Linked DNA regions of Rattus norvegicus: region 1 is linked to region 2. The links are chromatin contacts, called in public Hi-C maps. All regions are on one chromosome and are shown on one strand. The core of a region is the stretch at or near the end of the contact, and the rest is flanking DNA. Distances in the headings are between cores, read along the strand shown. Region 1 holds the start of Rorb (RAR-related orphan receptor B). Region 2 overlaps Rorb (RAR-related orphan receptor B).

Region 1 (3,465 bases), core at 315-2,814, 140 kb after region 2:
TGTGTCCTACTGTGAAGTGGGAAAGGTCTGCAGCACAGAGCAAGAAACTTGTATCACAGAGATCTACAAATTGACTCCGTAAGCCCTCTGGCCAGCTGCTCGGGTAGCTCCCAGTCTTGGAGTAAGAGCAGGGTACTCAGCTCTGCCTTCTCCGAGGGCCACTTGACGCTGAGGTCGCACCGGACACTGCCGATAGTGGTCCTGTCCAGAAGGTTCACTTAGCATTAGCTCCCATTTCGGTCCTTTATCTCACAGAAGAGCTTGAGCCCCTGGTTTCTCCCATGTGAGTAGTAAGGCCTTCACTCTCCAGAACTTTCTCCTACCAACTTTTTATTGGGGGTGTGGGTGGGTGGGGTTGGCCCAGCCAGAGTGAAGCGGAACAGAGAGCAAGGGACCTAAGGAAGGTCCAGGATAAGCATCTGCTTCCAGCGCGCGGGAGTATACGATGTTTACTATTTCTGGAAAAGGACGCGCCTATAGACTGGGATGCTCCTGCATCTGGCAGCTTGGCCCACTGTGATCTCCACATACGCCAGGGAGTTCACCTCTAGCTAGCGACCGCGGCGGGGCACGAGCTTTCAGTTGCCTCTACCCAAAGTCACCCCGCTTCCAGCTCTCTCTCCGGTGTTGTCCTGTGGCGCACCGGAGAGCGACGCGCAGGAAAGATTCAGAGCAAATCCAGAACTGGGAGACGCGATTAGCACTGTCCCCATCTCCAAAAAGCGCCCTCCCGCGTCCTGCCGAAATCCCCGAGCCTTCCACACCTTCCCACAACTTTCCAAGCCCATTCCATTTGCAGTCCCACCTGCGAACCGAACTCGGGGAGCTGCGCGTAGCCAAGCTCTCTTCCCTTGGGCCGAGAGCTCTCCCCTCCCCCAAAGCTCCGGGTCTAGCTAGAGTTGTCCTGCTCTGGGCGCCCGCGTGCTTGCTTACCTCGCATGATGTGGCCGCTGTCCTGCTCCGTGTAGTCATGAAGCTCCCAGCCCGAACCCCAGAGAACCCAAAAATCCCGCTCAGCACGAGGGAAGAAGGCGGTCGGCGTAGAACTGCTCCGCTGAGAGAAGCATCCCTTTAGGCAGATGTCGTGGCCACAGGGTGACGGTGGCCGCCGCCGCTAAGCTAACAGTTTTGATGCTGTTGCTGATGACTGTTTCTGATGGCTGTTTGTTTGTTTTCAGGCAGTGTGGAAAAAAAAATGTCCTAGCTGGCTGGTGCCTGGGTTTTGTTTTGCTTTTGTTTGTTTGTTTGTTTCTTTTTTCTTTCTCTCCAATGTGCTTGCTTTAAAAAAAAAAAAATGCCACCGCCTCGGGCTCGGAGATTTCTTTTGTGATCACTTAGACTGAGGAGGAGGAGAAGGGCAGCGGCAGGAGGAGGAGTTGGTGGTGGTTTTGTTAGTTACAAAGAAGAGGGAGAATTATCAAGGGGTGAAAAAAAGGAAACAGGAAAGAAAGAAAGGCGGCATGGATGGCAGAGCATGTGCGCTTTCACATGACATCTGTGCCTGTTAGCGGATCCACAATGTGAAATTTCACTGTTCAGTTGCAGAGAGGAAGGGAGCAAGAGAGAAAAGAGGAGAGAGGTGGAGAGAGCGAGCGCAGAAGAGGCTTATACGTGAGGGCGGGTTTGGCCGGACTTCCTGGCCCCGCCTCCTGTCAGCACCACGGCCAATCAGCTTCCCGCAGTGCGTGGAGAGGCTGGGAAGGCGGGGGAGGGGACGCTCTTGGGGACAGGGGGCGGGGCTAGGGACTCGGGTGTCCCAGGATGTGCGGACCCAGACTGGGAATTAGAGAAGGTCCTATCTGAGGTCCGATCTGGGCCAAGCCTAGAGCGCCCGGGAGAGTGAGGCAGATCTGAGAGTGACGTTCACTTCTGACTCTAGCAGTTAGAAAGGGACATTGGCCAGTCAGTTCTTTGGAGAAAAGTGTCTAGGGGAACTGCTGGGCTGCACCGTCCTTCCCTCTCTCACTTCAAGAGTCCTGAAAGAGTTTTGTATTTACAGCAGCGTTTTGAAGAGTTCCTTTTCCATTAAGTCCGCTCCTCTGGCAGGGTGTTTAGCTTGTCGGGACGCTTCTGCCTTAGAGGTAAACTACAAAACCACACTCCTCTAGCTCCGCGCAGACTCTTCTTTTAATAGTTTACATATTTTCATTGGGTATTTTACTTATTTACATTTCAAATGTCACCCCCTTCCTGGTTTCCTCTCCGTTTCCCCCTATCCTCCTGCTTCTGTGAGGGTACTCTCCTACCCACCCACTTACTCCTGTCTGCCTACCCTGGCATTCCCCTACTCTGATATATCTAGCCTTCACAGGACTGAGGACCTCTCCTCCTATTGATGCCTGACAAGGCCATCCTTTGCTACTTATGCAGCTGGAGCCATATGTCGCTCCATGTGTGCTCTTTGGTTGGTGGTCTAGCCCCTGGGAGCTCTGGCAGCTTCTTTTAAAGACTGTTCAAATGTTCCCCACTCCTCACTCTAACTTTAATAACTAATGCTGAGCCTGAGATCCTCTCTTCCTCTCTCTGCCTCTTCTCCTACTTCGTTCTCCTTCCTTTCTCAGTAGTCCCAGGTTCCTTTGTCAAGGTCATGGGTTTCTTTAGCTGTTGGAAACCCTCTGACCCTGGTTGCAGGACTTAAAGACAGGCTCATTTGACTTTTTTTGGTCACCTTAGTGACAGGATACTTGGCAAAGAGCCTAGAGTAGAAGGCAAGACTGTGGTTCTGTTTGGTTGGTGAAGGTTTAAAGAGCAAGGCGCTTGGCTAGTAGCTCCCTAGAGATACCTATGTAGGAGAGCTTGGTATTAAAACAACAGTCATGTTACTGCATTCTTTATACAAAATTTGTCACCTGTGACAATTTACTTGTGTTCTGAAAAACAAAACAAAACAAAATGAAACACAAGGATCAAAACTGTTTTGTTTTGTTTTTTTTGTTTGTTTTTGGCACAGTTTCATTCTTTGTAGATGAACAAACACATAATATAGATGCACGACATCGATTTCCTTCCGTGTAGTTAGGGACTGCTTGAAAATTTTGGTTAATTGATCATCATAAGACAAGAATTGCAAAACTTTGCTTGATAATTTTGAAAGCACAGAGACAGGACTCAATGTTGCAGCCGTTGGAGAAATGGATCTCCTCAACATTCTCCAGATCCAAATAACTTGATTATTTTTGGCCAGTATTTATTCACGTTGCTTTGGGTAACATAATATGTTGTAGAATTTGGGGTCCCTCAGTCCTCTGTACATTGAACACAGTCAACTAGTTACCTCTCCAATAAGAAATGTATTACTTCCTGAATCTTCTGTCAGTGTTTAACTAAAAACAGTTCTGCTGTGGGCCGTTCCATTTGCAAACCATTGTGTAATTTAGGAACATTTTGAGGAAAGAGTAAAAGTTGATTGAGTCATTAATTAAATGAAATGAACAAAGGAAGTTACTATTCAGGAAAGCTATTCCT
Region 2 (3,465 bases), core at 706-3,205:
ATTTTGTTATTATTTACTCAGTTATATGTTTTCAGGGGAGAGCAGATGAAGAGAAGCAAGTGGCGCTTGGCTGCGTTTTGGTAATGGTCATGCCACCAAGTGGAAGCCCTGGGCTCTGAGGAGGGCCTCACTGGCTACTGCCAGAGCCGTGCTATTCAGCACTGCTGTGGAGCGCACAGTGGCTCAGAAGTCCCTCTTTACCACTTTCCTGTGCTTTTCCTGTTGCAATGGTTGAAACAAGGATTGTCTGTGAGCATTGACCAAACGCTCTGGAAAGTGAAAAAAAAAACGACCTTTTGAGGTCATTTCATCCAGTTCTCTTACTTTTCAGATGAGGAGACTGAGCCACAGGAAGTAGAACACTTGGAAAAAGCCTACGTGGTTGTTCTGTGATTGCAAATCTTAGTACTTTCTCTAAATGCCTGCAGAGTCTGTGGCCAGCCAGTGAGTGTTGGGGAGGGGGTTTTGGGACATTACCAAATGTCTTCCCTCAGGCTAAGAAAGGCTTACTGATAGCTAACTGTGTGTTTTCCTTTCTGCAAACCAATTGGATGCTTTCTCTGATAGATTCAGTTCCTATTTGTGTTAATGACCTACTAGACTGTTACTCTAAACTGAAGGCGACTTATATTTGTGAAGATGCTACTAGAGGACATAGATACTCCAGAAGCTGCCCCTCGTGGTCTATGTACCACACACCCACAGGAAGTTAAATAACAGCAGGTATAAAATACGTAGAAAAGTCTATACCATTAAAAAGAGCTGCTGTGGGTCCACAGTGTCGACTTCATTCTTAAAGTCAACATTTGAAACTTACAGAAAAAATTGCAAAATAAAGCACCCGAGGGAATCCTTTGGATGACTCTGTAGCCTGGGCAGTATAAAGTCCTACATTCCTGAGACTAGATCACTTCTATGCCACTGTCCTTGTGCAGTCTCTAACTATTCATACCATACTGTTATGCAACAGACACATCTAAAATGAGGGTTATTTCTGTGTTTGTTACTTTAAACTCCAGATTCCGTGAATAGAACACAAAAGGAATATGAGAATATATCCATGTTAACACTATGTGGAAACAATGAGACCAGTGAGTTCACATTCCCTTGTCTATATCGGGAAGGAAGACCCAGGCAGGCGATGGTGTGGGAAGCACATGATTCCGCTTAGCATTACAGCTAATTTAAGGATGTATATACATACACATTCAGATATATGCGTGTGTATATATTAATTTCCCCTCTCCTTTAAAAAGTATTATCTGGCTCCTTGAACCGTCTTGTCTGGAACCTTCTAGATACCTTGTCACTCATCTTTCAGCGTAAGTGAGCTTTATTGAGAGTACGATCTTGCAGCATCCCCAGAGTATCAGAGAGCTCTGGTGGGAAGCAAAAGCCAACGGCTCCATTTTCTTTTCTGCTCACTTGCTGAGAATCCTTTGCCTAGCTTCCCTTCTCTCTCACCAACCACGCAAAAATTTATTCCCAGAGACATAGCACATCCATCATGCTAGCTCGAAGTAAATTTCCAGCCAAGCCCTGTCAATACTGAGGCCTAAATATTAATTTGTGCTTGACTTCCAGGTTCTTCTTATTTCATGACTTCTTTTTCTCTTGGGACTTTGAAAAGCCCAGGGATATATTTCTGAAATATTCTTTGTTGTTTCTGTTCTCTTAACTGTGTTTTGCTTTCTTGCCTCAAGATTCTGGGAATAAAAAAGTTTCCTGATAAGAAGAGGTCTGAGTAACTGATACATGCCAGCCCCCAGGCCTTCACATCCAGAATCCCCTAGGACTAAGGCTTTATGACAGTTTTAAAAATTAATTTACTTAGTTTAGCATGATGGGAATCCATCTAAGGGTCTTCTGCATGCTATGTTGGTGTGTCATTGCTGATGGCCAGTCTAGTCTACTCTGACTTTTAATTATTTCTTTTGACACCTGTCAGTTAGATGGCAAGAGTAGAAACCACATCTTGCTGATTTCTAGTGACTGCAATATTGCTAAAAGAAATCCTTCAAAGCATGCATGGAAGTCTATGGTAGCAAAACGGGTGGCTGAAGTCAGAGTAAGCTTTGCTGGTTAACTAACTGTGTCTTAGGGAACGAGCTCCCATTTCTCACCCTTAACCTCGTCTAGAGGCCTCCTCACTGTTGACCTGAAGCAGGAGGTGAGCTTCTTGATGCCTGAAACATGGGAAAGATTTGTACATTTTCCTCTAAACCAGAACTATTAGCATCAGCATCCGCATCCCAGGAAGTGGGTTCTCTTGGCCCCTTGGGGGAAGGACAGATTGGTCTAGTTTTATTCTTGACTTAGGTAACACTTAAATATAATTAACTTGGTGATTGGTACACAGTTTTCCAGAGTGTTAGGCTGCAGTTCACAAATGCATTTTTATTAAACATCTCAAAGCTGCAAGGACTTGTTGAACAGAGGCTAATCCAAAACTTGCTTTAAAAGAAAGATGTACTCCTACCAGTTGATCTCGGCATGGTGGCGGGACTGTATGTCCTTTACCCTTTCAGAAAGCAGAGGCAACAGTCAGAATCAGTAGCCAAATGTGGTGCTCACAGATTTCTTAGTGAGCCGGAGTCTTGGACTCATTATTAAATATGTTGCCAAGCCCAGATTCTCTCTCTTGTCTGTACAGGAATGTTTTTAATGACAGCACACCAGCAAACAAGTGCTTCAGATGCCTAATGATCAAGTCAAGACAAAATGTTCATAGAAAACTCTGTGAAGTTTATTTACGGTCACCTAACACCTAGGCACTGTCACATCTAGTGCTAGAACAATTTCAGGCACCAAGGGTCACACATGCTTTTCTGTAGCAGTGGCAATGAGCTTTTGAGTGATTACCACTGTTTGACAGAAGAGAATACACTGCCATGTCTAAATGAATGGCTTCTGATGACTTAGACCTGGGCTTAAGTTTGTTCTTTGGTTTAACCGAGACTGTGACCTCTAAGCCTCAATTTTTTTTTTCTGTAAAATGAGCATACAGTTATTCACAAGACTGCTATGAAAATTAAAGGGGAGAGTATTATTTAGTACATACGGGAACCTAGTAAAAGGTGATTATACTGCCCGTCATAGCTAGGGATCTTATTATGTAATAATCACAACGCCAATCATACAGTTACAGTGGCTTCTCAGGCAGGGCAAGTAATGGCTACTGAGAAGTTACAGGTATCCACTGAGTTATCCCCTTACACAGTAAACACAATGACTGTTGCTGGTCTGGATTGAGAGCTGAGACTCATAGTTGTCAGGTAACTTGCCCAAGAGAAAAGCCTTGACTGTGAACCAGCGTCCATAAGCACTCTCCGCCCCCTTCTCCCACAGTGATGCTGCTATGGATTTAGTGTTTTAGTGACATGGATGGCACGTTTTAGATAGCTCGTTAGATGAGGTATCCATCACTCTACTGTGGCCTTGCAATCATACACACTTAGATCCACA

Evidence for each region. A called contact is a pair of places that touch in the nucleus more often than the background predicts.
Region 1: a Hi-C map of Schwann cells shows a contact between it and region 2, with 3 times the contacts expected there. The contact joins the promoter of Rorb here to the enhancer-like site in region 2. A contact is called at or near these places in 2 of 12 Hi-C or Micro-C datasets (Schwann cells and frontal cortex) and 1 of 1 datasets of contacts at active chromatin or transcription factors (oligodendrocytes).

What each region holds. Positions count from the first base shown.
Region 1 is chr1:225,969,409-225,972,873 of GRCr8, forward strand. Rorb (RAR-related orphan receptor B) reads right to left here and starts at 1,565. Exons shown (of 10, transcript NM_001270958.1): 1 at 934-1,565. The coding sequence starts at 940.
Region 2 is chr1:225,824,411-225,827,875 of GRCr8, forward strand. The region is part of intron 4 of Rorb (RAR-related orphan receptor B); the gene reads right to left. Among named protein-coding and RNA genes, the nearest start is that of Rorb, 140 kb to the right of the region's middle. Within about 2 kb of position 1,956, at least 2 of the 93 cell types and tissues checked have an H3K27ac peak or open chromatin away from gene starts, as enhancers often do.